Regions from separate parts of the Triticum aestivum genome. Here region 1 is linked to region 2. The links are chromatin contacts, called in public Hi-C maps. All regions are on one chromosome and are shown on one strand. Each heading gives the region's core, a stretch centred on a gene start, on an enhancer-like site or on the middle of the called end of the contact. The rest is flanking DNA. Distances are from core to core; before and after follow the strand shown.

Region 1 (7,424 bases), core at 3,786-6,285, 790 kb before region 2:
TGTTGGTGGCGGCGGCCCCCGGCCCTTCCCCGTCTAGGGTTTCTCCGGCGCGGGACGGAGCGGCTCCGGGCGGTGTCTTCAGGCGGCGGCCCCCGGCCCTTCCCCGTCTAGGGTTTCTCCGGCGCGGGACGGAGCGACTCCGGGCGGTGTCTTCAGGCGGCGGCGGTCCTGCCCGGCGGCGGGGTGTCCTGTCGCAGGCGGGGGCGGACTCTGGGCAGCGGCGGCGCCGCGGGCTGGCGGCGCCGCGGGCTGGCGGTGCCCGCCCGGCCCAGATCTGGGCCCTTCGGGCTCCATCTGGGTCGGGGCGGGTCGGCGACAGGCATGGCGTTGGCGTGGCCTTCAGGAGGCGGTGGTGAGCGGCGATGATCGGCTGGTTGCTGGCGGCGTCGACGCCAGCTTGCTGCGGAGTGGCCGGCGGGGCTTAGCGGGCCCGTTTCGGGCCTGGCCGGGCCAAGGGTGGCCTCGTATGCCCCGCTGCCGTGTCCGGACGGCTACCGCGACGGTGCCGGAGGCGCGGGCCTCCCGCACGACGGCGGTGGAGGTGGTTCCCTCCCGCTCGGCCTTGATGCTGCTGCTCCCGTTGCTCGGATCTTCTCTCCGGTCTTCTTGGCCTCGTGGTGATGTTCGCAGCGAGACGGTGTTGGTGACGGCGCAACCGTGATGGCGCATAGTTGGGCGGTGGTTTGGATGGTTGGCTCCGATTGGCTGGTGGGGTTTGGCGTGCGGGAGAAATCCTTGCCGGTTCGTCTGGCTCCGATGCGGTGACACCGGCGGGTGCTACCATCCCTTCTTGGAGGGTGTCGGGAGTAGCTATCCCCCACCTCCCTCCGCGTACTGGGGGAAACCCTAGGACTTGTCCGGGCAGCAGCGTCGTCGGTGTCGCATGCCTTCTTGGAGGTGCTGCTTAGTTCGCGGTAGATCGGAGCCTCGGGCTGTGGTGGTTTGGTTCCGGAGGGCGCAGCGGTCGCGGGTCTTCTGCGCTTTGTCGAGCTGCCGCTGTTGGCATTTCTTCTTCTTCTTCTTTTTCTTTGGGCTTGTTGTGCTGCTCGCCCCAGCATTGCGATCTGTACAATGGTGGTTTGCTTTGGAATACAAAGCGGGGGAAACCCTTTTTGGTAACATGAGAGAGAAAGACAAAGTCTACAGATACAGACCCTTCTTTCCTATATGCTCGGGATGTCTTCAAAACCCTAAAACCCAACTCATGTATAGGAAGGATATGAGGGTGCTCGGGTATGTCCGGGCAATCCGCCACGTCTGACAATGAGGTGCCAAAGTCAATTGGAGATGTTCTTAGTTGTTATTTTTGCATAGACCCTGATTTGTTATTCATTTGAAGATGTCCTTGGAGCATCTCTAGAAGATCCCTATCTTAAAAGTCCAAAACTTATTCTATATCCCAAAAATTCAAAATAAATTAGGTGATTAATCATTTGCTCAGTTGGCAGACCCCTTAAATCTTAATCCGGTAAGAAGTTTGTTTTCCTAATTCATCCAATCGTTTTCAACTTATCACAACATATTGGTTTAATACTTAATAATTCAAGTATACACAATTCAAATGCATAGCAAACTCAATGTTCTCAAACATCACCATGCAAATTCAAAGACAACAGGATGTTCAAATGAACTAAGAATCCAAATAAATGTGATAAAAGCACGAGAATAAAGTGCTATGATCGTGCCAACTGTGTTGAATAAGATCTTATTGAAGTTGGTTTTGGTCTTGATGGTTCTCGGTCCTTCGGTGTGCATGGAGGAACGCTTCAATCATGTTGGGGTTATGTTCATCTCCACCAGATGCCCATTGAAGCGATACCAATAGTCACGTGGGTCTTTTCTAACATCCTCGATGATCATGTTGCGCAAGATAACACATGCTTTCATGATCTTCCATAAGGTATCGGGGTTCCAATACTCGGCAGGGTCACAGACAATTGTAAAGTGTCGTTGAAGCACACTAGAATCTCTCTCAACATCCTTTCTAGTATATTCTTGCATACTTGCAAAGTGAGATTTCTTGATACTTTAGGACGGTGGATTTTCTTCACAAATGTGGCTCATGGGGGATAAATATTGTCAGTTATGTAATATCACATGTTGTACTCATTGTCATTGACAACATAGTTGCAAGGTGGATTGTCACCGGCAACAAGCCTTGCAAAAAGAGGAGACCGCGAGAGGACATTGAGATCGTTGTGAGAGCCGGGCATCCCAAAACATGCATGCCAAATCCACAGATCATGGGATGCAACTGCCTCAAGAATGATGGTTGGATCATGACAATGCCCTCTGTACTAACCTTGTCATGCTACATGGGAATTCTTCCATGTCCAACGGAGCAATCAATTGATCCACGCATCCCGAGCCAACCTCTCTCTTCATTTTCTGCCATGAGCCTCTTGGTATCTTCATCAATGGGACCCCTCAGGTACTTTGATACATATCTCGATCACACCTTCGCCAAATCGTCTCACACCTTCTAGGATGAGATCTTACCCAATGCGATCATAGTCATTAATGGCAGCGACTGGGCATTCATAAGCAAGAACTTGCACGACTGATGTAATCTTCAAGAATGAACGTACACTTGCTGCTCCCGGTGCATTCGTTATCAGTTGAACGAAGGATCATGTTTCTCCACAACTTATGTAATGGTGTTGAAAATATCTTGGTACATTTGGAGTCGGTGCTAGAAATAGTGAGGGGGGATATATTGCATTCTGCGCGATGTAATCCCTCGTTTTGATGACTGATGATTCCATCTCAAAGAAATGTCCTTCGACCAAACCGAGAACCAAGTCCGGACCACCTGAAATCATCCTCCACAAACACCACGACAACCGCCAGCTCAAAGTGATCATCTTCTTCCTCCTCCTACGATGAATCGTTGAAAACCATGTCCCATAACATCTTTGTCTGCACAATTCGAGACCTTTCTTTGATTGAAACATAAAAATAAATAAATAAAGGCCATAGAGGCATGTTGACAAAATACCTTGTGGGCGGACGAGTCCAGAGTCACTACGACTAGTGATGGAGCTCGGGCTAAGGCCGAATGAGGGCAGAGGACAACGAGTACACTGCCTAGAAGTTTGCATAGGCGATTCCGGGGCATGGATGCGACAAACACAAGTGCGATGTTGGGGCGACGATGGGGGTGGCAGTCTTCTTTGCTGGTTCCAGCATTGTTGAACATCTATGAGTTGCGTTTGACCTTTCTATGCAGTATCCAAGGTCGGCCGGTTTGATTCAGAATGAAAACGCACCTCCCAAGCCACGGGACGGAGCTATGAAACGACGATGTCGTCGACGGTGAAAAAACGGATTCTGGTGTCGGCGAGCGAGGAGAAGGTGTAGGTGAGGACAGCATGCCTGCGGGATTGTCGCGTGAAATGGTTCCGGCCCCGATGGGTGGACAACGCTAATGGGGTTGGCAGGTCGGGGCTGAGAGGAAGGTCGGACGTCCGCCTAATTTTTACCGAGAAGTTGTGTCTTTGTACTAAATTTAGTTGAGACGACCGCATTTTGGGGATAGAAGACTATCTTTTAGGGATTACTGGCTTGAGTGATATGCTAGCTAGGCCTAAAGGAGAACTACTTAAAAAGATTTTATTTTGATTTTCCCATCCTCGTGGCCTTTCTATCTTTCTAATCTAATTTGAAATTGGATCAAAAGAAAGCGGTTAGAATTTACTTCCTGCAACCCTTGAAACATCAAATTATCTTCAAATATAACTTTTGGGTTCTGTTAGAGGAGAAAGGTGCACAAGCCATCAACTATTGGTGTTGAGTTTGCACAAAACATCACATATTTGGCGTAATCCGCTGGAACAATGTCTAATCCAACGTTAAGATACGCTGATGTGATTTTTGATGGGTGGGTCCCGCTTGTATATGCACGCCGTGACAAACAAAACCGGTGACATCTGACCAACCAAAACTGTCAATATCTCTCAAACCTTTGGTCCGTTTAAGCTATTTTTTAGCTTAGTATTGAGTACGATTTCTTGGATTTTTTTCATATTTATCAAAAAATGATGATTTTATAAACAATAAATTGAGCAAGCTAACTAAAATTGAGATTTCCTAGATCGGTGTTAGATACATTTATGGTCTTAATATAGTTTTTTGCACATTTTTTTTGAAAATGTTAAGTTTTGAACTGAAATTTGAATGAAATGCCAAACTTCCATTTTCTACAAAACCGTTGGTCAAATGAGCTGCGATTCTCCCAGAGTAGTACTTCATACATGTGTGATTTACTCAATATTTTTTTTTGCATTTGGGTTGAAAACTATTGAATTTTGAGTCAAAAATTTAAATAGGCCAATTAAACTTGCAATGGAAAACCCTTGATTTGACCTGCTGACTGATGTGGCCATTTTCTTTTGCCATATTTACACTTACAAACGGGACTCACCTGTCGGAAATCACATCAACGTACCTTAACGCTAGATTAGACCTAGCTGTAACAAATTACATCAATAGTTGATGTTCTACATAACAAACCCATAGAGTAGATGTTCTTACCAAATCGGCATCAACAGTGGGTGGTTTGAGCAATTTGCTCTCTGTTAGAGATTATGGTGCTGTTATCCCGCGGAAAAAGCAGCGACGGTGACCAAAGTCGGCCCGTGCACTGCATGCATGTGTACCTAGTGAGAGTCTGACAGAGGGTTCGAGCATGAGCAGCAGTGCAGCACTGGCACCTGACGATCCCATATCTTTCATTCATTAAATTCGTCTACAGTGTCGTGTAACAGCATGCACTGTTGCTGACTCGCGAGCAGCAGTAAATCCTCGGCCGCCCACGGCCCACCGCACCCAACCAAAAACATTGATCAATTTCCGCCCGATATACGATTCCACTACTGTAGAGCGTGCGTACTCTACTGTCTAATCCGAAAACAACGGAAGGTCGGTCGATGCTCCGAGCCAAACACGATTTTTTTGTTTCCCGGACTCCGAACCGATCGTCCGTGCGCAGCGCAGCGCAGCGCAGGAGGAGAAAAGCGATGACGCCGTGCTGCACTGTAGCCTCCAATCTTTTCCTTTTCCTGCCGACCACCACCACCTGCCTTTGAAGTCGAGCCCCCTCCCTCCTCCGATCCACACGTGGGGGTATATACTGGTACGTGTATATACGATACCACCACCACCACCACCACCTCGGCGACTTCGCTCCTGCCGGCCCGGCCATCTCCATCCACCCTCCGCCCCGCTCCGGCCGGCCACCTTGCCGCCGCCGCCGCCCGTCCCCTCCTTGTGATGCTTCGGTACCCGCCTCTCTCTCTCTCTCCCCCGTCTCGCCCTGCTCGCTCTTCTCGCGAGGATTGTTTTTTTTTTTGTTTCTGTTTCCGGGAGCTCGGAGGGGATCCTTGGTGTTCTTGGCGGGGGAGGAGGCGGCCTTGCTTGCTCTGGATCGACCGCGAAATCTTTCCCCCCTTGCTTCTGCTTACTTGGCGTTTTTTTGCCGGCGGGATTGGTTTGTCGGTAGAGCACACACAACTACGAGCGCTTCTTCTGCTTATCCACCAATGCCGCAGCTGTGTTGTCGATTTCTGCTTGGATTCAGCCTGGGTTACTTTCACGCAAACCATCTCTTGTTTCCCTCTGCTGCTCATAAATAGGCCGCTCCCTTTTGATCGAGCTGCTGCCTGCCCTGTCTCCAGAAAACAGGAAATGGAAAAAAAAAGGAAAAGAAATGCCCCTGCATTTGACCAATTTGTCCGCTCTCTGTCTCCGATTCATCCGGGCTTTTTCCTCTGTGCTGTCATTTGATTTATGGGATAATTAGTCTTCGCAGACGTGAATCCACCTCCTTCAGGTTCTTGCTGGCCACTATATTTGATTTCCTCCCCTTTCATTTCCTTTCGGAAAGAAGAAAACAAGTTCTTGGCTAAGTAGCAAGATCCAGCTCCGTTGCTAGTTTCAATCCGACTATTTTAATTCCCACTCCACTCTGGGTTTCTGTGTTCGTCGCCGATTAAAAAAGCTTTAAAAAATCCTTCGTTGGTGGCCGTGGAGTCAACTTGTCGAGCTGAGAAGTTCAACCAGCAATAAAGCTCGGCAGAATCTTCACACTTTGTTTATTCTTTTACCTGGAGCGCTCCTGGTTGTTTCCAGTACAACCATCTTCTTATTTAGTATAGCATTTCCATTGATTCAAATCAATTCTATAGCTGTGATGATGCGCCGACCGACCAACTGTTGATTTGCGGTTTTATTATGAGCATACATGTCTTTCCACTTTTGAACGGTCAATAAATGGATTTGTGCGCAGGCTGTCGCAAGGAGGCGGAGTGCTGCGCCGGTGATTACTAGTAGGCATCACATCTCCGGCCTCATTTGCCCTCTTCATCACCAGGTATTTCCAGCTCCATCCATGTAGCCGTTCAAGAAATTTTCTAGTGTTATCTTGATTGATCTGTCTGCCTTCTATTGTCATGGTAAGCCGTTCATGGTTTCATTGTCTGCTTTGGTCCCTGCATCTTGTTCTTAGATCAATGCATGCCCCCTCATTGCCGGTTTCATTATATTAAGTTCTAAATTAAGCACCCTCGAGATCTTCAGTAGGAGGGGGGGGGCCTGTTCTTTTTATCCGTTTATTTTATCATCAAAGATTTAGAGAGCCATAAAATGGATGTGTCTTGCCATCTTCTTTCTTTTTATCAAATTTGTACTGTAGTTGGTTGTTTTTCATACAGCTGCATGAATTAGGCAACCAACTTTCAGATGTACTACAAGCAATCTAGGGTAGGCACACAAGTAATCTCCACACTGTGAAGAACAAGCTAGCTGATCTCTGTTGAGCCTTTTTCTTCTGCAGCTTCTTGGAAGTCTACATTTTGGTCAGACCCTTTGAAGAAGAAATCCTCTCACAACTACTACCATGGGTGCCTGCGTGTCTTCAAGCAGGAGGCGGAGACCGCAGAGATTGCGCTGCACATATCGCCGTGGAAAGGTTTTGAGAAACACGCCTACCATACGCGCCAGTGATGTGGGGACCTGTGCTGCTTCTGGAGAAGTTGTCCATGTGGAGACTTCCGCGGCCACTCGCAGGAAATCTGATGGCTCGAATGTGACATTCCACCTTACACAGCTGCAGTGGCATCATAGCGAGCTAGACTCGGAAAATGGAAGCGGTAATCAGAATTTTCATTTTACTTTCATACGTTTTAGGATCCAAAGTCTTTACATTTCACATTTAGGATCAAAAGTCCTTAAATTTTGTTCCTATTGTTCCAGTTGTATGTCAGGAAGAAGCATGGTTCGATTCTGTCAGCATTTTGGGTTCTGATTCTGATGAAGACTTCAGCAGTGTCAACGGAGGTATCGTCTTTTCTCTAGACAGATTTCATTCGCACTAGGCATATGCATTGGTCATATATATTTATTTATGCACAATCCTTTCTTGCAGA
Region 2 (7,539 bases), core at 120-2,619:
GCGCCTTGTCTCCATGCCCATGCATCGCAAATCCCCCAATTATGGTGTTCCATGACACTGAATCCTTCTCAGCTATTTCAGTGTCAAAGACATAATCAGCCCGGTTTACGCATCCACACTTGCAAAACATGTCAATCATTGCATTGCACACATGGGTCGACCTCCCCAGTTGCCTCGTCCGCACGTACCGGTGAATCCTCTTCCCAAGAGCAAGCGAGCCTGACTCTGCACATGCAGCCAAGATACTCACAACCGCAGCCACATCAAGTTCCACAGCAGCTTCCTTCATCTGAGTAAACAACCGTCCAGCCTCCTCAACAAGCCCATTCTGGGCACATGCCGAGACCATTATCGTCCATGTTACCAAGTTCTTGGTTGGCATCTTATCAAAGATCACTCGAGCCATCTCCATGTCACCCTTCTTACAGTAACCAGACACCACCGTCGACCACGACACCACATTCCTCTCTGGCATGCACTGAAACAGCTCGAACGCCTCCTCCATCTTCCCAGCCTTGGTGTACCCGTCCAGCACGGTGTTCCAGCTTACAGTGTCCTTCTCCGGCATCTCGTCAAACATCCTCCTCGCACTTGCCACCTCGCCCTGTCGCACCATCGCAGCCATGGCCGAGTTCCAGGATACGGTATCCCGGCTAGGCATTTCCTCGAACACCTTGCTGGCGTCCAAAAACCCGCCGTTCTTGGAGTAGGCGTCGATCAGCGCGTTCCCGACATAGGTGTCCTCGATGGACCCGAGTTTAACGACGTGGGAGTGCACCGCCCTGAGGGGGGTCAAGCCCGCGGAGGAGAGCGCCTTGATGAGGAAGGAGTAGGTGAAGCTGTCCCGCTGGGGCATGGCGGAGAAGACAGAGACCGCGGCGTGGGGCAGGGCATTGAGCGCGTAGGCGCGGAGAAGGGTGTTCGGGAGGAAGGTGGTGGCGTGAGGATTGGGGAAGGAGGCGAAGACGCGGCGAGAGGCCGGGAGGCGGCGCTGGAGCGCGTATGAGGAGATAAGCTTGGAGGCGGTGAGCGGGTCGAGGTGGATACCGTGCTTGAGGAGCTGCGCGTGGAGCTCCTGCACGTGGTGGAGGCGCTGGAGGCCGTGGGGCAGTGACGCCAGGTGCTGCTCCACGAGCCGGCGCTGCGACGGCGCAACCCACCGCGGCGCCGGGCGGAGCGCAGAGGCAGCGGTGGACATTGGCGTTCGGACTGGCTATGGCGCCGCTGTGATTGCCGCCGGTGAGGGGGCGGTGGTTTGCGGTAATTGTTGCCGGAGAGGGAAGAGGAGCTGCTCAGGCAAGGAGAAGGCCCTGCGGATGTGGTCTTGCTCGATGACATGTGGGTCAGCGCCAAAAACATTCTCCCGGGATAGGCAGTGTGCTACTACAAGGTATAGCTGGCCAAACAGGCCGTGCTTTCTCGTGCTAGAAGCACGCACGGCACAGCCTAAATGGGCCATGCCAGGCACGCGGCACGTTTTTTTTTTGAATTTTTGAATATATCTATACTACTTATAGTGAGGAAGGTGGTGAATCGGGCATGATCATCGATCCTAGCCATTCGTGTGCTAAATCCAACAGCTGAAAAGAGTGGGATTCGCAATGAACAGTACATCGCTGCTCCATCCACAATGTTCCAGAACGATCGCCTCATCCTTCTCAAAATAAGTGGCCCATATTGATTCCTCTTAGCCCATGTTGCAGTTTGAGGACGTGTTGAGCCCATGAAAAGTTGTTTTCAGAGAGGAAATATACGGTAAAGTTATACTCTCTCGTTACTCAAAAAAAAAGTTATACTCTCTCCATCCCACAATATAAAACATTTCGGCAAGCAATTTTATGAATTATTTTCTTTCTTAACAAATTACGGGGATTACATATATTAACTCCTACTTTTTTGTAATGTATTTTCTTTCTGCATCTGTACATAAACGATATTTTCATTTTGCCTTGATGAATCTATTGGCAAGTCTATTTTTTTAAAACCAAAAAACATTCCATAATAATGTTAAAACGTGCGTTGCACGTGCATACATACTATTATATATATATATGACCTAAGAAACAATCCAATAGGCCCAAAATGGCCAAAAAATATAGCCTAGCAGACCGAAAAGCACGCAGCCCAAACATGTTAAATGTGCCACGGGTCGGCCGGTTACTAAATGTGTCGTGCCTGGGCCGAGGAGCAAAGCACGTGGGCCAGCACGGCACGACCCATCTAATAAACGTGGATGTGCGGGTCGTGTCGTGCCAAACACGATTAGCACAGCTCAGGCCGTGTTGACCCATTTGGCCAGGTCTGCGTGCTTGCCAACATGTCACATGAATGACCTGGGCCACGAGGCGAGGCACACGCGTTGGGCCAGCAAGCGCCTGTTTATTTTATATTTATTAGAATTATTTATAATGTATAGGTCCGAAAAACAGCCCAAAAAGGTCTTTAAAAAACAGCTCAATTTGACTCAAAAGCATCATGTGGCACAAATGTCGGCCCATGCCAGTCCGTATACTCATGTGTCATGTTTGGGCCACATGACGAAGCATCCATGTCGACCCGGCACGACCCACTTATATACGGGCCTCGGCTTGCATTGTCATGCCTGACCCGTTTAAGGGTGGGTCATGTCATCCCGTTCCCCAGGTATGCTAGAGGGTGACACGCGCTTTGTTGCGCCATCCTTCAGTCATGAATTAAGCCCCTTTTCTGAACTAGCACAAATGCTTGTGCATTGCAATGGAAGAAAATATCAGTTTCTATGAACCATGGTTGGCCGGGTCGAGGAACTATGTCACCGGACAGTCGATCGCTGATGACAAACAAAAGATGCATCATTTGAGGATCATGACATGGAGCTTAGGACATGGGTTATGATTTGAAGTAAATTGATGTGATTGACAATGTTCTTTATGAAAATCTTTCGATTTATTCATCAAACATCATGACGGTATAAAGAACATCAAAAGTAATCTACATCGATGTCGTGCATGAAAAATAAAATTGATGCAAATTTAAACATCAGAAGTAATCTACATCAATGTCATAAGTTAATTCCTTCCTTTAATTTTGCACCCAATAGTTTATGGAAATCACAATTGACAACAGTTAGCTATGGGGAATTTCGCAGCGACCCCATTTTCCATCATTGCATGAATCTCGGCGCAAGATCGCTACCATGTCAAATGTGAAACTAGGTTGTTGTAAGACAAAAGGCAGCGAACGTTTCACTTCCTCAAAACAATCCTTACCACCGACTAGCGCCGCGGACCCCCACATGGGAGACCTGGGTTCGAATCCCAGGGTGTTGGGAAACGTTGTAGAAAAAACAACAAAATCGCCCTATGATCCGCCAAGAAAACTCTGAAGATGCAATAGCGGTTTGAATCGGATCAACTTCGAGTTGCAGCAGAAGAAGACGAGTCAGTGTAGATCGTACTTGAAGTCACTCGAACCATCGATGAACGATCCCTCAAACCGTCCACGAACAGTCCCTCGAACGGAAGACCGAAAGCATGGCATCTCCACGAATTGCAAGGGTATGGTCTTCACGATCTGGCAGCGCTTCACCATCCAGAGCTAATCCTCGCCGAAGAATTAGAGGGAGGAGATTAGAACCACAGTGGGCTTCTAATTATGAGTATTAGACAATCTAGGTTTAGCTCTAATTAGATCAAGTAGGACCAACTAGAGCTAGAAGTAGAGAACTAGATGAGGCTCCAAAACTTGTGTGTACAAAAGGTGCCAAAACCACTAGTATATATATGTTGGAGGAGGAGGAGGGGCGCCACACAAGGGGGGGCGTCTTCCCCCTTGGCTGGCCAAGAGGAGGGGGAGTCCTCCCTTCCTTCCCCAAGTGGGAAGGGGGCGCCACCTCTATTTGGGCCCAAGTGGCCCAAGTAGCTTTCCACCACTTGGCCTTTTAAGGCTTGTTGATATTTAAATAAATATAAAAGCCTCCTAACTATTATTAGAGACCTTCATTATTAATTTAACATCTCAGGAAATATTTTTCACCTATATATTATTTGTCGGTAATATCTGGTATTGCACGACAAACTCTGAAACCCTTCTGGTGACCCCGAAACACTTTCGGTTCCTCTCAAAACTATTCCAAATATTATGAAACTATTTCACAAATATTTTCTCACTACTCCCGTCCTACTAACACTCAGCAGATCGTGATTACCTTAAGCTTGTTACCATGTAGGTTCCTTCAAACATAGACATGACAAAACCCCTTTTGTTCAATGACTGATAGCGGAACCGTGGACATCCATATTGATCCCTATGAATGCATGAATGGCATTTGAGTGAACCTTTGGTTATCATGTGCTATTCCCTTTGCTTCGTGATACTTTACAAAACCCGAGGTGAGATATATCGATATCCTCTTGAGTCATACACATGCTCACTATATCGGTCTCCTCGTTACCGGTTTTGTTCTTCTCTCTCGTTCACATGTTCCCACATCCCCGTGACATAGTCACATGTGTCTGGTCAGACGATGACGGATGCCATCATGATACGTCTCCAACGTATCTATATTTTTTTTATTGTTCCATGCTATTATATTATCTGTTTTGGATGTTTTATATGCATTATTATGCTATTTTATATTATTTTGGGACGACTAACTTATTAACCCAGAGCCCAGTGCCAGTTTCTGTTTTTTCCTTGTTTTTGAGTTTCGCAAAAAAGGAATACCAAACGGAGTCCAAACGGAAAAAAAAACTTCATGATGATTTTTCTTGGACTAGAAGACACAACCTTCTGTTCCCGTGAGATCCCATCTTGGGGCCTTTTCCGGCATCCTATCGAAGGGGGATTCGATCACGGAGGGCATCTACATCAACCTTATTGCCCTTCCGATGAAGCGTGAGTAGTTTACTTCAGACCTACGGGTCCGTAGCTAGTATCTAGATGGATTCTTCTCTCGATGGATTCTTCTCTCTCTTTGATTCTCAATACCATGTTCACCTCGATGTTCTTGGAGATCTATCCGATGTAATCTTCTTTTGCGGTGTGTTTGTCGAGATCTGATGAATTGTGGATTTATGACCATCTTATCTATGAATATTATTTGAATCTTCTCTGAATTCTTATATTCATGATTTGATGTCTTTGTATTTCTCTTCGAATTATCGGTTTGGTTTGCCCAACTAGATTGGTTTTTCTTGCAATGGAAGAGGTGCTTAGCTTTGGGTTCAATCTTGCGTGATTTCACCCAGTGACAAAGTAGGGGTAACGAGGCACGTATTGAATTGTTGCCATCGACGATAAAAAGATGGGGTTTTCATCATATTGCTTGAGTTTATTCCTCTACATCATGTCATCTTACTTAAGGCGTTACTCTGTTCTTTACGAACTTAATACTCTATATGCATGCTGGATAGCGGTTGATGTGTGGAGTAATAGTAGTAGATACAGGCAGGAGTCGGTCTACTTGACACGGACGTGATGACTATATGCATAATCGTTGCCTTCGATATCGTCATAACTTTGCGCTTTTCTATCAATTGCTCGACAGTAATTTGTTCACCCACCGTATTATTTGCCTTCAAGAGAGAAGCCTCTAGTGAAACCTATGCCCCCCCAGGTCTATTTTCCATCATATTTATTTCTGATCTACTATTTTGCAATCTTTTATTTTCAGATCTATAAACCAAAAACCCAGAAATATTTTATCTTTTACTTAGTTTTATCTATCTCTATCAGATCTCACCTTTGCAAGTGACCATGAAGGGATTGACAACCCCTTTATCATGTTGGGTGCAAGTGTTTGATTGTTTGTGTAGGTGCATCTATTGGGGACTTGCGCATTTCTCCTACTGGATTGATACCTTGGTTCTTAACTGAGGGAAATACTTATCTCTACTGTGCTGCATCACCCTTTCCTCTTCAAGGGAAAAACCAACACAATCTCAAGAAGTAGCAGGAAGAATTCCTGGCGCCGTTGCCGAGAAGATCTACGTCAAGCCTACCAAGTACCCGTCATAAAACTCTCATCTCTCGCATTACATTATTTGCCATTTGCCTCTCGTTTTCCTCTCCCCCAGTTCTAAAACGATTTTCAGAAAAATACAAAAAGATTTGCCTTTTTATTCGCCCTTCTTTCGTTCGTCTTTTCGTTTTCTTTTTGTTTGCTCGCATGTTAGTTTGCCTTTATGGCTACACCCAAGAACTTTGATCCCTACTATAGAAAGCTGGAAGAAATTGAAAATAATACTAGGAGCTTCATGTCTTTACAATTTGAGCATAATAGTTTCTTTAGGAACGAGCTCAAGGAGCAGAAAAATTTTATGGAGTACATGAATAAAGAGCTCGATGATATGTCTAAAGAATTTTATGGTCTTAAATCTCAATTTTCTCATCTTGAAATTTTAGTTGGCCAAATTTCCGATAAACAATCCACTTTGGTAAATAAGATAGCCGCTAAACCGGAGTTTTGTGAAATAATGATGAAGATCTTAAAGAGATTGATGTGACTCCTATTGAATCTTTGTTTTCTAATATAAATCCTGATAAATATGGGACTGGAGATGAGTCAACTTTAGCTAGAAGGCGTCCCAATGATTCAGAGTTTATAGATCTTGATGCAAAAATTGATAAAAGTGGGATTGGAGAGGTCAAAACTTTAAGTAGCAATGAACCCACTTGCTGAGGATATAGACCTTAGAGTCACCCGCCAGGAGGGGCCGGGTTATTCGTACGGTCGTTACCAGAAGCCCGGAGCCAAGTTTGAAGACGATGGGCCAGAGATGGGCTGAGACCCGGATATGGTTTAAAGCCCGTAGTTGTAATCATTGTTATGGTAGAACTTGTAGTGTAAGACAAGTATAGTTGAGAGTCCAAGCCGGACACTCTTATGAGCCGGCCGGGACTCTGAGGGCTGCTGGGCGTCAGCCTCCCTATATAAAGGGACGACCCGGCAGCGGTTTAGGGGCGAGAACAATCTCATCGAGAACTGGGATAGCAAGTTTAGTTCCCTGGTGATCGTAACCCTAATCAATACCATCTCAACTGGGCGTAGGCTTTTACCTTCACCGTAAGGGGCCGAACCAGTATAAACCCTCGTGTTCCTTGTCCCATTTAACCCCTTCAAGCTTCCTAGTTGCAATGGCTCCACGACTAAGTCCTAGCTCGAGGACATCTGCCGTGACAATTCCACGACAGTTGGCGCCCACCGTGGGGCCAGCGCACGGTGGATTTGAGTTCTCGAAGGGCAGCTTCAAAGGGCTCAAGGGATACGCTATGGGCCGGATGACCAAGAGTCGTCGCGGCAAGCTCTACATCGACGATGCAGACTGGGGCCCCGACACCGGCTCAGTTGAGTACGGGTATCGGGTCCCCTTCGGCGGACTTCATGTCTTCATTGGCAAGATTGGCGAGCCAGGCCCTGAGCCGGATCTCTGCGCCGATCTCATTGAAACGGCTCAGCGCGCACGACTCGCCCGGGCCCGGCCTGCCTTAAGGCGCGCTTTTGTGGGATGCATCTATGGAGGGCCCTCTGATCCGTCTGGGTCTGGTGATGAGGCGGCC

Evidence for each region. Hi-C and Micro-C count contacts between places; a contact is called where the count stands out from the background.
Region 1: a contact with region 2 is called in a Hi-C map of leaf, with 4 times the contacts expected there. The contact joins the promoter of LOC123119652 here to the promoter of LOC123119650 in region 2. A contact is called at or near these places in 3 of 5 Hi-C or Micro-C datasets (all in leaf).

The regions. Positions count from the first base shown.
Region 1 is chr5D:95,360,840-95,368,263 of IWGSC CS RefSeq v2.1, reverse strand. It overlaps LOC123119652, which reads left to right and starts at 5,035. Exons shown (of 11, transcript XM_044539516.1): 1 at 5,035-5,279; 2 at 6,287-6,370; 3 at 6,833-7,148; 4 at 7,252-7,335; 5 at 7,424. The coding sequence starts at 6,896.
Region 2 is chr5D:94,566,968-94,574,506 of IWGSC CS RefSeq v2.1, reverse strand. It overlaps LOC123119650 (pentatricopeptide repeat-containing protein At3g29230-like), which reads right to left and starts at 1,369. Exons shown (of 2, transcript XM_044539514.1): 1 at 1-1,369. The coding sequence starts at 1,198.